Linked DNA regions of Mus musculus: region 1 is linked to region 2. A link is a contact called in public Hi-C data. All regions are on one chromosome and are shown on one strand. Each heading gives the region's core, a stretch centred on a gene start, on an enhancer-like site or on the middle of the called end of the contact. The rest is flanking DNA. Distances are from core to core; before and after follow the strand shown.

Region 1 (6,429 bases), core at 2,906-5,405, 170 kb before region 2:
AAGGAATAAGGCAGAAAGAGGTAAATCAGGGCTCTCAGAGATCTGCTGGGACTAAAGGTGTGTGCCAGTATACCTGACAAAATTAAAGTTAAAAAGACACACACACACACACACACACACACACAGAGAGAGAGAGAGAGAGAGAGAGAGAGAGAGAGAGAGAGAGAGAGAGAATATACACACATCTATGAGGGTGCTTGCCTCTCTCACACACAACACAGCCCTGGGAGGCCTGTGTTCAGCCCTAGAACAGCCCTTGTTATTCATATTATGTCTCTACAAACCCGTGCTTTTCCAAAGATGACAGCTGACCTTTCCAAATCGGCAGGTTTTCACTGAGATGATGATGAGTTGCTCTTTTAAACCAAAGCAGCCAGAATAAAGAGCTGTTAGGCAAGTTCTCTATAATTCTAACAAGGAAATCCCAGTTTGTTTCATTTCAGCTGCGTTTGAACGTGCAGGCTTACCCTGAGAGGCCAGAGCTCTCCATCTTATTTATTTATCTATGTATTTAACACTATTACTCTCTTCAGACACCCCAGAAGAGGGCATCAGAGCCCATTACCGATGGTTGTGAGCCACCATGTGGTTGCTGGGAGTTGGAACTCAGGACCTCTGGAAGTACAGTCAGTGCTCCTAACCGCTGAGCCGTTTCTCCAGCCTCTCCATTTTATGTTTGAACCCGGGAACTGTCAATTTGGCTGGGCTTCCTTGCCAGCAAACCCTAGGCTCCCTCAGCCTCTGCTTCCCTAGCCCTGGGATTACAGCCATCTGCTATGCTGCCCAGCGTTTTACATAGGTGCTGGGGGCTCCAACTCAGGTCCCTGAGCTGGGATGACAAGCACTTTACCAACTGAGCCAGCTGTCCAACTCTTGTTCCCCCTTTTCCCTGACCACCTCTTGAGACAGGGTCTTACTGCACTTGCTGTGTAGAACAGTTGGTCTCAAACTCACAGAGATTTCCGCACGCACATCTGTGTCCTGAGTGCTGGGGTTAGAAGAGGACACTACCATGCCCAGTCTTGTCTCTTTTTGAGACCTTGTTATGTAGCCCAGGCTGACCTGACACGCATCATGTCCTTTCTCCCTCAGCCTTCTTATTCACAGGGATTAGAGGCCTGAGGTCACCTCAGTGGGTACTGAGGATAATTCCATTCCAAAGCAAGAGTCATGGCAAGCATCAAACGTCTACTGGCTGTCGCTGCCTGGTGATTTCTAACAGTGCCTGGATCTGTTCACGCTTGTACCTTCTCGCATTTATAGCAGGACCTGACTCAAAATGTGTGTGGAGTAAGTACGTGCTTCAATGAATGAATGAGTGAATGAATGAATGGTGTTTTCTCCCCAACCAGGATCTCCAGCCACTTGGGGTTGTTTATAAGCACAGAGTAGGAGCTGGAGGGAAGCCGGAAGGGTGGGGATCAGCGTTCTGGGCAAGATAAAGAAAATAGCAGGCATAAAACTACCTTAGTTGCTTAAGGCAAACACTGTATTGATAACTCATGTTTTTTCTGCAGCACACTGGTGACAGTGGCCTTGGCTTCCACAATACCCAGGTATTTAATCCTAAGATTATCTATGGGCTGGCTGTGGTATCGCAAGCCTTTAAGCCCTGGAGGCAGAGGCAGGTAGATCCCTGTTAAGTCTGAGGACAGCCTGATCTACATATAGAGTTCTAGGAGAGCCAGGGTTACACTGAGAGACCCAGTCACAAAACAAGGAGTACCTCTTGCAGAGGACTGGGGTTTGGTTCCTAGCATCTGCACGGTGGCTCACAACTGGAGTTACAACTCTAGTTACAGGGAATTTACTGCCTCTTCTGGTCTCTGTGGGCACCAGGCACACACATATGTGGTAGTCAGATGGACATTTAAGCAAAACACTCATACACATAAAATAATCTGAAGAGAGAGAGAGACCTGTCGACTGCTCCTCATGCAGTTTTTGTTCCTCATCTCTTAAGCCTTCAGTTACCGAGGCTTGCTTCTCATGGCCCTTTCTCCACGGCCAGTTCCAACACTCTTGATTTACTCCATTCCAGCCCCAAATCCACCCTCCAGAGTTTAGGTTTAGTGTTTGTTTTGTTTTGTAATGTCTTTTTTCTGTTGCTTAGCAGGGTCTCATGAATCCCGGACTGGTCTGAGTTTGCTATGCTGACTATAAATTTGAACTCTTGCTTTGGGTCCTCTGGCTTTCAGCTCCTGAGTGCTGGGATTACAGGCATCTGCCAAGAAGGTTGGCTTTGTGATGCCAAGGTTGGTTTGTGTGATGCTGAGAATCAAACTCAGGGCTTCCTGCCTGCTAGGTGAGTGCTCTAGCAAGTGAATTACACCCCACACCTGGTGGTTTTCTTTTTGCTTTTTGTTCTTCAGGGTAGGGGTTGGTGCTTGTTACTGGGGTTGGCTATGAGCTATCCCAGTTCTGTTTCCACATCCAGAGTGCTGGGAGTACAGGCTTGCGCAACCAGGCCTACTTTGTTTACCGTAATAAGGACGTTATTTTCTTTTTCTTTTCTTTTTTAAAAAAAGATTTATTGGGGCTGGTGAGATTGCTCAGTGGGTAAGAGCACCCGACTGCCCTTCCAGAGGTCCTGGGTTAAATTCCCAGCAACCACATGGTGGCTCACAACCATCCATAACGAGATCTGACGCCCTCTTCTGGAGTATCTGAAGACGGCTACTCGTTTTGGATGGTTGTGAGCCACCATGTGGTTGCTGGGAATTGAACTCAGGACCTCTGGAAGAGCAGTCAGTTCCTTTTTTTTTTTTTTTTTTTGATTTATTTATTATTGTATGAAGTATACTGTAGTTGTCTTTAGACACCAGAAGAGGGTGACAGATCTTATTATAGATGGTTGTGAGCCACCATGTGGTTGCTGGGATTTGAACTCAGGACCTTCAGAAGAGCAGTCAGTGCTCTTAACCGCTGAGCCATCTCTCCAGCCCTATTTTATTTTTCTTAAACACATTTATTTGTGTGTGTGTGTGTGTGTGTGTGTGTGTCTGTGTGTGTGTGTGTGTCTGTGTGTGTGTGTCTGTGTTCGTGTGGTCTGGCAGGTGCCATGGCTACAGTGTGGAGGTCAGAGAACTTCAGGAAGCCAGTTCTCTTCTTCCACCGTGTTTGCACCAGGAATCTCCTGGCCGCCTGGGCCCCGGAGAGAAGCAGCGAAGCTAACAAGGCGTGGAGCACCCGGGCACGCCAGGCCTCCAGCCGTTGGGGGGTGGTGGTGGGGGGTGACCTTGCGAGCAGGTGCGAATCTGGTCATCAGGTTTGGTGGCAGTTGTATTTACTTAGCCACTTTGCCAGCCCAAGAGCAGTATTTTCAATGATAACGAGATCATTAATTCTTCTGCTAACGGCCTTCTACTTCCTCTGTCAGCCCTCCTCCATTCATCCAGTTTAAATGGAGCTTCTTTCCAGAAGCCCACCCTGGTTCTGTGGTAGTGGTTTGTAAGTCTCCTTTGGGTGTTGTACCTAGTCCAGTCCCCGTGTCCCTCCCCCTTTCAGGTCTGTTCATCCTTTGCAAGCTTCTGATCGTCACCCTAACACCTCTATATATTTGTATTTGTCTTCCTGTACGGGGTCCAGAGAAACCTGCAGTTTTAAGGACTTGTCACCTCTTTCCAGACAGTGCCCTGCCTAACTGGCAGTCGCACTGAATAGGAAACTGGGCTCTGATCATGCCCTGATTTTCACTGTCCCAACCCCTGCTCACTCAACTGTAGGATTTCACCATCACATTCCTGATCACTCTTCCCTCTGCTTCCGCATCACTACTACGGGCTGATCCTGTTTGACGACACACAGGCCAAGCTGGCCTGGCCACTGCTCAATCCGGGACATTTGTTTATGGCACAGAGAACGAGGAATTTAGGCAGGATATATCTCTCACACCTAAAGGAACGCTAAAGCAGAGCGGGCAGACAGCCACAGGTTTCCGAAAAGTTTCTCTCGCCATAGTCACAGCGCAAGCACGAAGGCGCAAGGACGTCGTGGCCAACAGACCCACGCCTCCCGCAAGGTCCGGCTGGGGCGGGGTCAATGCCAACCACGCCTCCTCCCAGGAGCCGGGGGCGGTGCCAGGTGCAGGCCGCAGAGCCAGGTGCGGGGCCCTCCGCGCTTGCGCCGCATCTGCCCCGCCCCGCCAGGTGCGCCCCACCCCCAGCCTGGGTGCCACCTTCTCTTGTGTCCCTGCGTCCGCCATTCGCCGTAGTACTCCTCGGACGGGTGGAGGCTTTCACAGTCTGGGGAAGAGTCGCAGAGTGTTGCCGCGCGAGTCCAGGGACCGTGTTGGGAGGCAACTAAGGCGTCGCACGCGCCAAAAGCCAGAAAAAAGGGCTTCCGGGGACCCGGGCGCCTCGAAGTCCTACTCCGGGGCGAAGCCGCACCTGAGCCCGCGGACCTGCAGTGCGCGTGCGCGGCCGTGGGCTTTCCCGCACCTGCTCGCGAGACCCCACCCCCACACCCCAACGGCCGGCGGCTCGAGGCCTGGCGCGCGGCGCTGGCAGCAGGTCATGGCGCAGCTTTGTGAGCTGCGGCGGGGCCGGGCGCTCCTCGCCTTGGTAGCTTCGCTGCTCCTCTCCGGGGCCCAGGTGGCCAGCCGAGAACTAGACGTCCACGGTGAGGGCCAGGCGGGGGATCCGGGAGCAGGGGATAGAGGAGGCCGCAGCGAAAGTGGGGGTACTCGGTGCGCAGAGTGATCGCAGGCTCCTTGGGGTTGGGGAGGATGGGCGGTGGAGCCAGACCTGCAGGTGGCGGGCTAGGAAGGGTAGGAGCCTCGCGAGCGCGGGGGCGTAAGGGTTAGCAAAGTGTCCCTTCCAGAAGGAAGGAGGAAGGGAGGGAGATGAGGTGTATTGACCCAGGAAGGCGTGGCACTGGAAGTGGGTGAGGAGCTCAACGAAGCGGAAATTGCTTGGCCAAAGAAAGCCCGGGGTGGGGACGGGGACTTGGGGTGGGGGTGGGGGGCGCATTCAAGCCTCAGAGGTGGAAATTTGTTCGGGAGACCTGTTGGCCGCTTTGGGTACAGGGAAAACGCACTTCGGACACCTGTTGATATCACATATGGCAACAGCCCCATGATCTCCCGAGGAAGAAGAGAAGCAGCGGTTGGTAGAAGGGAGGAGCTTTGCCAAGGTGCCTGCCAATGCAGGAACGTCTGTTCTCCGAGTGTAGTATTGGCACCCAGCAGCTGGGGTTTGCGTCTTTAGGAGTCGTTACAACTTTTAACTGCTTCAGACAACCACTAGCCAGCTTTGAAAAGATCTCTTTTGAAAGAATTCATTGATTGAGCAAACTTAATTGAGTCCCCGCTGAGGGTCTGTAAGAATGGTGGTCGTGGCTGACTCAAGACTAGACAGGTTCCTGAATTCGCAGAGCTTGGATTCCAGTGGGAGCGAACACTTAACGTGCAGAGTACTCGCCAAAGATTAAATGACTAGCGGTGACTAGAAGACAGCGGGATAAGAACAGTGATAGAAGATGGTGAAGGGTACTTAACTCAGGAAGTACTCTAAGGAGGGTGGCACCTATCCTAACAATTGAATGAGTAGGTGGCAGCCATACTAAGACCTTGGGACCAGTGTCCCAGGTAGTGGGAGGGAGTAGTGAGGGTCTAGAGTAAAATTGATTGTGATCAAGGAAAAGACCCCACCCCCACCCCAAGGCTGGAACAGAAGTCAGGAAGGGGAGAAGTGGACACAGCCACGAGGCCCAAGTCCTTAGTGGGCAACCTATTTGGTGAAAGAGAAAGCAGGGAGTGTGGTAGCTTCTGAGGAATGGTCTATTCCTGTGTCTAAGACTAGGGCAACAACAAGAGTTATGGAGAATGCCACAGGCCGGTGGGAGAGGCTCAGCCCTGGTGATCCAGAGTCAGAAGTGCAGAGGTTGACCATTGTAGTATAGCCAGACTCCAGGTTGCCTTGTGTCTATAAGTTACCTGGCCTGTGGCTGTGGATATGGCTTTTCTAAGCTCTTGCGTTGTCTGAGCCTAGAACCGGCCTGATGTGGTGGTGACATCATAGGCCTTTGGAAGGTCACACAAAGTGATTGGCTAGGCCGTGTCCTTCTGAACGGACTAGACTTACCGACCTTTTTGAAGTACGCCGGCCTTCAGGCTGGTGAACTGCTGCCCTCACTTATATCAAGGGCTCTTTGTTTGAAAGCTTCAACAGCTTTGTCAGAGGCACCAGTTTTGATAGGTTTTGGGTTTTTTTTTTTTTTTTTTGGGTTGGATGGGTGTCTGGTTTTTCTCAGCAAACAAAGGCATGTCTCTGGCACATTCTAGCTGTATAGTGCTACCAAAGGAAGTGGAGGAACTTGGACAGGAGTGATTATAAAAGGCCGCTCATAGATTCTTATCTTCACCAGTAGCTGAGGGGCAGTGGGAAGGTGGCAGGTATGGTCAGCAGATTGTTACAGTTGAGGTTCTGG
Region 2 (6,523 bases), core at 966-3,465:
GATGATCAACGCAGGTCTGGGCTTGGGACAAGGAGACCTGGGGTCCAGGGGTGTTGGGGGTGGGGAAGATTGGTTGGGACTTTGTGCTGTTTAGTTTTCTGTTACTGTGACAAAATGCCCGAGAAAGTCAACTTAGTAAAAGGAAAGGCTATTTTGGCTCATGGTTTCAGTCCATGATTGCTTGGCCCCTGTTACTTTAGGTGGGTGGCACAGGACATCATGGTAACAGTATATGGCAGAGGCTGTTTCTACCTTATGACATTGGGCCAAGGTTCTAATATTGCAGTGACATAACCTCTTTCCAGGAGGCACCCTCCCAAAGGTTCTACCACTCCCCAATAGTCCTAGAGGCTGGGGACCAAGCCTTCCATGCATGGGCTGTTTGTGTATATCTCGGACCCTCTGGACAGGGCTAGGAACTGGAGTCTGCACACTTAACCTTGTTCTCTCCCATATCCCCAGACTTGTCTACTACGAGGGAGGGCCTGTGTGCACTCATGCCCGCTCCCTATGGAGGCTAGAGCCGCTGAGAATCAGGTGCGGTGGGGCAAGGCGCAGCCTGGGAGGGGAGAAAGGGTCTTGAAGGAGATATGAAGGAGATACTGGAAGGTTTGGAGGGGGCAACCTAGTGGGGCTGAGAGAGATGGAGGTCCTCGGGGGTCCTGGAGCCCTAGAGGAAAAGCCCTTGGGAGAGGTGGGAGGTTCCTGCAGAGCCGGCTCCCTGGAGATATCTGGGATCACTGCAGAATGTTCAGGGACTGGCAAGAGGACCGGAGCTGCTGAGCAAGGAGGAGGGGGCTCTAAGAAAGATTTAGGGGTCACACGGAAGATCTAGGGAACCCTAGAAGAGAGATGACTGAGCAATTGCAAGCCAAGACTATGACCTTAATGGCTACTAGGGAGGGGTCTCCTGATTCTCCTCACTCTCACTGTCCATAGCTGGAGTGGAAGCCATCTCCGCTGGGGCCAGCCACTAAGAATCAGACATGTGACCACAGGGAGGTACCTTGGGCTCACTGAGGACCAAGGCCTTGTGGTGGTTGATGCCAGCAAGGCCCACACCAAGGCTACTTCCTTTTGCTTCCGAATCTCCAAGGTCGGTGTGTGTGTGTGTGTGTGTGTGTGTGTGTGTGTGTAGGGGGGGTGCCCTTGCTCACCTGCAGCCCTGGCTTCCCTCTAGCCTCCTAGCTATTAGCTAGGATCTTGCTTGGGGTCTCCCATGATGCCAGGCCGAAAAGGCTGACCTCTGTCCCTTGTCCCTGTAGGAGAAGCTGGATGTGGCCCCCAAGAGAGATGTGGAGGGCATGGGTCCCCCTGAGATCAAGTATGGAGAGTCGCTCTGCTTTGTACAGCATGTGGCCTCAGGCCTGTGGCTCACCTATGCTGCCCCAGACCCTAAGGCCCTGAGGCTTGGGGTACTCAAGAAGAAGGTAGGTTCCTGGAAGGGGTGTGTGTGTGAACAGGGCTAGTGATGGGTCATGCTGCTCATCACCCAGCTTATTGACAACTTTATAATGAGACTAGGGTAGACAAAAAGAGGTGTATATGTGTGCATGTGCGTGTATGTGTGCGCATGTATGTGTGTGAAGAGAGAGAGAAGCAGGGATATAGACACACAGAAATTGAAAACTAGAGAGCCATACACACAGAGAGAAATAAATAAGGGTCAGGAAAACGGCTCAGTGGCTAGAGGAGCTTGCTGCCAAGCCCATTGGCCCTGACTTTGATCCCTAGAACCTGTGCGATAGATAGAGAGGCCTGGCCTCTGCAGGTCATCTCGGCTGCACAAACCGGCATCCAATCCCCACAAGAATCTTCCAAACAATAGCAGGCTGAAAACAATACTCATAAATTATTGGCAGGGCTTGGTGGGTCACACCAATAACTCTAGCACTCAAGAAGCAGAGGGAGGACTGTGAGTTCGAAGTCAGCCTGGACTACATAGTGAAGCCCTATTTCAAAAGACCCCAGAGAAAAAACACCGGGGCTGTATTTCAGCGTGGGACCTTCGTAGCATGCATGAAGCCCTAGGTTCCATCCCCATCACCCTAGAGAGCAGGTGGCCACCCTTCCTGACCCCTCTGTTGTCTGCACACTCAGGCCATGCTGCACCAGGAAGGTCACATGGATGATGCGTTGTCACTGACGCGATGCCAGCAGGAGGAGTCCCAGGCTGCCCGGATGATATACAGCACTGCCGGCCTGTACAACCAGTTCATAAAGTAAGCCCGCCCGCACATGCTCCTAGCCACGCATGCGCCTGACAAGCCCTCCTCAGAGACTTCTGGCACCCACAGCCTTTGACTTCTGATTTAGACATGCATGACCTTCGTCCTCACGTTCGCGACCATCACCTAAGTTTCACACCAGCACTCAAACCCTTGCTTGGTCCTCTCTAGTCCCGTTTCCTTCCATGCCTGCTACACACAGGGGCCAAGGCCTTTCTATTTCCCTGTCCTCTCCCCCCACCCCTCCCGTGGGAACTCTGTGGGAGTCCAGCACGGTGGTGGTTCCCAACCCCTCCTGAGCACTGTGGTCCCCACAGGGGTCTCGATAGCTTCAGCGGGAAGCCACGGGGCTCGGGGCCACCGGCTGGGTCAGCATTGCCCATCGAGGGCGTCATCCTGAGCCTACAGGACCTCATTGGCTACTTCGAGCCGCCTTCAGAGGAGCTGCAGCACGAGGAGAAGCAGACCAAGCTGCGCAGCCTGCGCAACCGACAGAGCCTCTTCCAGGAGGAGGTAAAGCTGCGCCTTGAAGGGTGGGATTTTGGAGGGGGCGAAGTCAGGGGAGGAGCGCGAGAGAGGGCAGGGCCTGTTAGGAAACTGAAGGACCCCGCCTCAAGGAGGGGGTGGGCGGTTTGATGGGCGGGGCCTTGAGGGTGGGTGAGAATAAGGAGACTTGGGGTGGAGCCCTGTGAACATTTGGTCAAGTCAGTGGCTCCTAATGATAGATAGGGCTTCTGGGTTGGAGTCTGGGATCTGGCCTTTTCGGGTGAGAAGGGCAGTATTGGAGTGGGGTGTAGGGATACAGTAATAGAGGCTGATCTTGGCACATCTGGGAGGATATTATAGGGAGGACCTCAACTGGGCTGAGGTATTAGTCATCTTTTAGGAGAACAAGAAGGGAAGAGGTGAAGGGAAGAGGTGTGGGGTGCTCGGCTCTGCCAGATTAGGAGGACCCGAGAGGGGTGGAACAAGAGATCCGGGACTCTGCTGCCCTGTCAGTGGTCGGGGAATGTGTTTATACTAAGGCATAGCCTCCTCTCCTAATGAGCAAGAAAGAGCATAGTAACAATAACAAAACTGCAGACAGGGTGGAATTAAGTCAGGTAAGTCAGTACGGATAAGTGGGTACAGGAAGAGACCTTGTCTCACACACGTGCACACAAACGAGGTGGAGGCTGGAGCGATGGCTCTGTGGTTAAGAAATGTATAGCTGTATCGGAGGACTCAAGTTCAGTTTCCAAGTACCCATATCTAGTGGCTCACAAACACCTAAACTCCAGCTCTAGAGGTGCCTTTGGCCTCCACAGGAACCCACGCTCACACACACAAACCCTCTCGCTCACATATATTTAAAAATAGTAACGTAAAGCTTAAATAAATAAATAAATAAATAAATAAATAAATAAATAAATAAGATGGCTGAACTTGAAGCACGTCTTTGATCCTAGTACTTGGAAGTCAGGAGCAGGAGGCAGAAGGATAGGATCCCTGTAAGTTCAAGGCCCAGCCTGGTGAATATAGGAATTTTCAGGCCAGCCAAGGCTACAAACTGAGACAAAACATAAAACCAAGAAGCCAAATAACAAAGAAGACACCCCCCTAACCCCCCCCCCCAAGTTGACCTTTGGTCTCCACAGGCACAAGAATGCACACTTGTGCATGAACAAATACATAACACACACATTGTCTCAAAATGTAAAAATAGGAATGACTTTCAGGGATCATCTGGAATTCTTTTGTTTGTTTGTTTGTCTTTGTGATACAAGGTTTCTTTATGTAGTCCTGGCTGTCCTGGAACTCTGTAGACCAGGCTGGCCTCTTACTCACAGAGATCCACCTCTGGAACGCTGAGATTAAAGGGGTGTGCAACTATTACTCCCAGCTTGATGCTTTTTTTTTTTACATTTCTGTGAGACCCTGTCTGTCTGTCAGTCAGTCAGTCTGTCTGTCTGACTGTTTCTTTCCTGCTCCTTCTTTGTTTAATGATGTATTTTTGTTTGTTTGTTTGTTTTTCAAGACAGGGTTTCTCTGTATAGTCCTGGCTGTCCTAGAACTCACTCTGTAGACCAGGCTGGCCTCGAACTCAAGAGATTCGCCTGCCTCTTCCTCCCAAGTACTGGGATTAAATGTGTGTGCCACCAACCTTTGTTTTCCCTCACTATGTAGCTCCCTCTGGAATTCTTAAGTGCAGGAAGGAAATACATGCAGATAGGTTTCATTCAGGCATTAATATAATGCAATTAGTTGTAAATTGGATATTCTTTAATAAAACGATATATTATAAATAAGTTTCTTTATATAGAAACATGCATAAAGCAAGGCTATGCACTAACTCGTTGATGAAATAGTGTGTCCAGAGCAGAGCACAATAGCTCATGCTGATAGTCCCAACTATTTGGAAGGTAAAGTAAGAAGGTCATTTGAGCCCAGGAGTTTGGGGCTAGCCTGGGTCACAAAGCAAATATACTTCTTTCCCCTCTACCTTCCTGTCCCCTGTCCTCTCCTCCTCTCCCACCCTCTCCCCCTCTCCCTCTTATCCTTGGCTGGCCATGAACTTGCAGTAGGGAAGGCTGACCTGTTCCTTGTGCTCTCACCTCCCAGGAATTATAAGTGTATGCTCATGTTCACTTTATGGGTGCTGGGGAACAAACTTGAGACTTCATATGTGCTAAACAAATATTACCAACTGAGCTACATCTCCAGCCATGATACCATCATATATATATATATATATATATATATATATATATATATATATATATATATATATGTAGATAGATAGATAGATAGATAGATATAGATATAGATAGATAAAGATATGTAGATATATATTATGGGCTAGCCTGGGCCCATTTGTTTTGTGTCTGCACATATGTCTGTGTGAGGTGTCATGAGACCTGGAACTGGAGTTACAGACAGTTGTAAGCTGCCATGTGTGTGCTGGGGATTGAACCAGGGTCCTCTGGAAGAGCAGCCAGTGCTCTCTTAACCACTGAGCCATCTTTTCAGACTCTCTAGCCCCTAGAAATAAAAATTTTAAGGCAGGGTGGTGGCACACCAGAATTTGGAAGGCAGAGGTAGGAGGATTTCCACAAGTTCAAATCCAGTCTGCCCTATGTAGTAAGTACTAAGTCTAGCCTGGTTTACACAACAAGATCCTGTTTTTAAAAAGCATAGTAAGTCAGGTATGGAGGCTTACACCTATACTACAAGCACTAGGAATTGGGACATGAGGGTTGTTACCAATTCCAGGACAGGCCTTCTTTCAAATAAACAAGCAAAACCATACTTATCCAGACATTTGCAGGAATGCCCTGTTGTGTTTTAAATGGTTCAATAGTTGATAATTCACCATTCATGTGATTTTACAGAGTGTTACTGTGAAGAGTGAGAATTAGTTGTATATGTTTTACACACATTCTCTACGTGTGTTAAGATTCACACAATAAAAGGGCTGGAGAGAATGCTCAAAGTGCATGAGAAACTGAGTTAGATTCTCAGACCCCACCATGTAAAAATGTCAGGCATGCTGGGAAACACTTGGAGTCCCAGCAGTGGGGAGGCAGAGACAGGCAGATCCCCAAGGCTTAACGGCCAGCCAGTGACCTAAGTGGTAGACTCTAGGCCAATGAGAAACTCATCTCAAAGGAGATAGAAGTTCTTTGACCTCCACATGCACACATCGGTGCATATATGTGCATGCCCATCTGCATACACACACATGCATAAAATACTCAGAATAGGGGCTGGAGCGATGGCTCAGCGGTTAAGAGTACTTGCTGCTCTCTCAGAGGACTTAGTTTCAGTTCATTGCATCTACAGAGCAGATTATGACTGTCTACAGCTCCAGTTTTAGGGGATCCGACTTCCTCCTTTGACTTCTGCAGTCACTAGGCATCAAAATGTCCCACTCACATTCCTGCAGACAAACCACTTGTGGTATATGTGTGTGTGTGTGTGTAATCAGAATAGTTGGGCATGTTGGTACACACATTTGACATAGGAATTCTGGAGGCAGAGGTTAAGTAGATCTCTATGAGTTTAAAACCACCTTGGTCTACAGCCAGCCAAGGCTACATAGTGAGACAACAAGAGGAAAAAAACATTAAAATGTCAGAGGGGAGAGGGTGAAAATAGATCTCTTATTATTTTTTAAAAGACTTATTTATTTTATGTATGTGAGTGCACTATAGCTGTCTTCAGGCACACCAGAAGAGGGCATCGGATCTCATTACAGATGGTTGTGAGCCACCACGTGGTTGCTGGGAATTGAACTCAGCACCTCTGGAAGACCA

What was found. A called contact is a pair of places that touch in the nucleus more often than the background predicts.
Region 1: a Hi-C map of bone marrow-derived macrophages shows a contact between it and region 2, with 42 read pairs. The contact joins the promoter of Spint2 here to the enhancer-like site in region 2. A contact is called at or near these places in 15 of 39 promoter capture datasets (the 3T3-L1 cell line, 3T3-L1-derived adipocytes, the C10 cell line and 11 more), 3 of 484 Hi-C or Micro-C datasets (ECoMG myeloid progenitors and bone marrow-derived macrophages), 12 of 115 datasets of contacts at active chromatin or transcription factors (the SCID.adh cell line, T-cell acute lymphoblastic leukemia, acute myeloid leukemia and 6 more) and 4 of 9 other capture datasets (adipose tissue, liver, macrophages and 1 more).

What each region holds. Positions count from the first base shown.
Region 1 is chr7:29,279,703-29,286,131 of GRCm38.p6, reverse strand. Spint2 (serine protease inhibitor, Kunitz type 2) reads left to right here and starts at 4,155. Exons shown (of 7, transcript NM_011464.2): 1 at 4,155-4,620. The coding sequence starts at 4,515. It overlaps Gm45977 (a long non-coding RNA gene), which reads left to right. Exons shown (of 4, transcript XR_003946629.1): 2 at 1,093-1,290; 3 at 1,518-1,556; 4 at 2,114-2,412.
Region 2 is chr7:29,105,418-29,111,940 of GRCm38.p6, reverse strand. It overlaps Ryr1 (ryanodine receptor 1, skeletal muscle), which reads left to right. Exons shown (of 106, transcript NM_009109.2): 8 at 1-14; 9 at 463-537; 10 at 940-1,096; 11 at 1,266-1,430; 12 at 2,101-2,222; 13 at 2,546-2,741. Among named protein-coding and RNA genes, the nearest start is that of Ryr1, 16 kb to the left of the region's middle. Within about 2 kb of position 2,215, at least 40 of the 459 cell types and tissues checked have an H3K27ac peak or open chromatin away from gene starts, as enhancers often do. A contact at or near this core is called in craniofacial prominence, where this site is marked.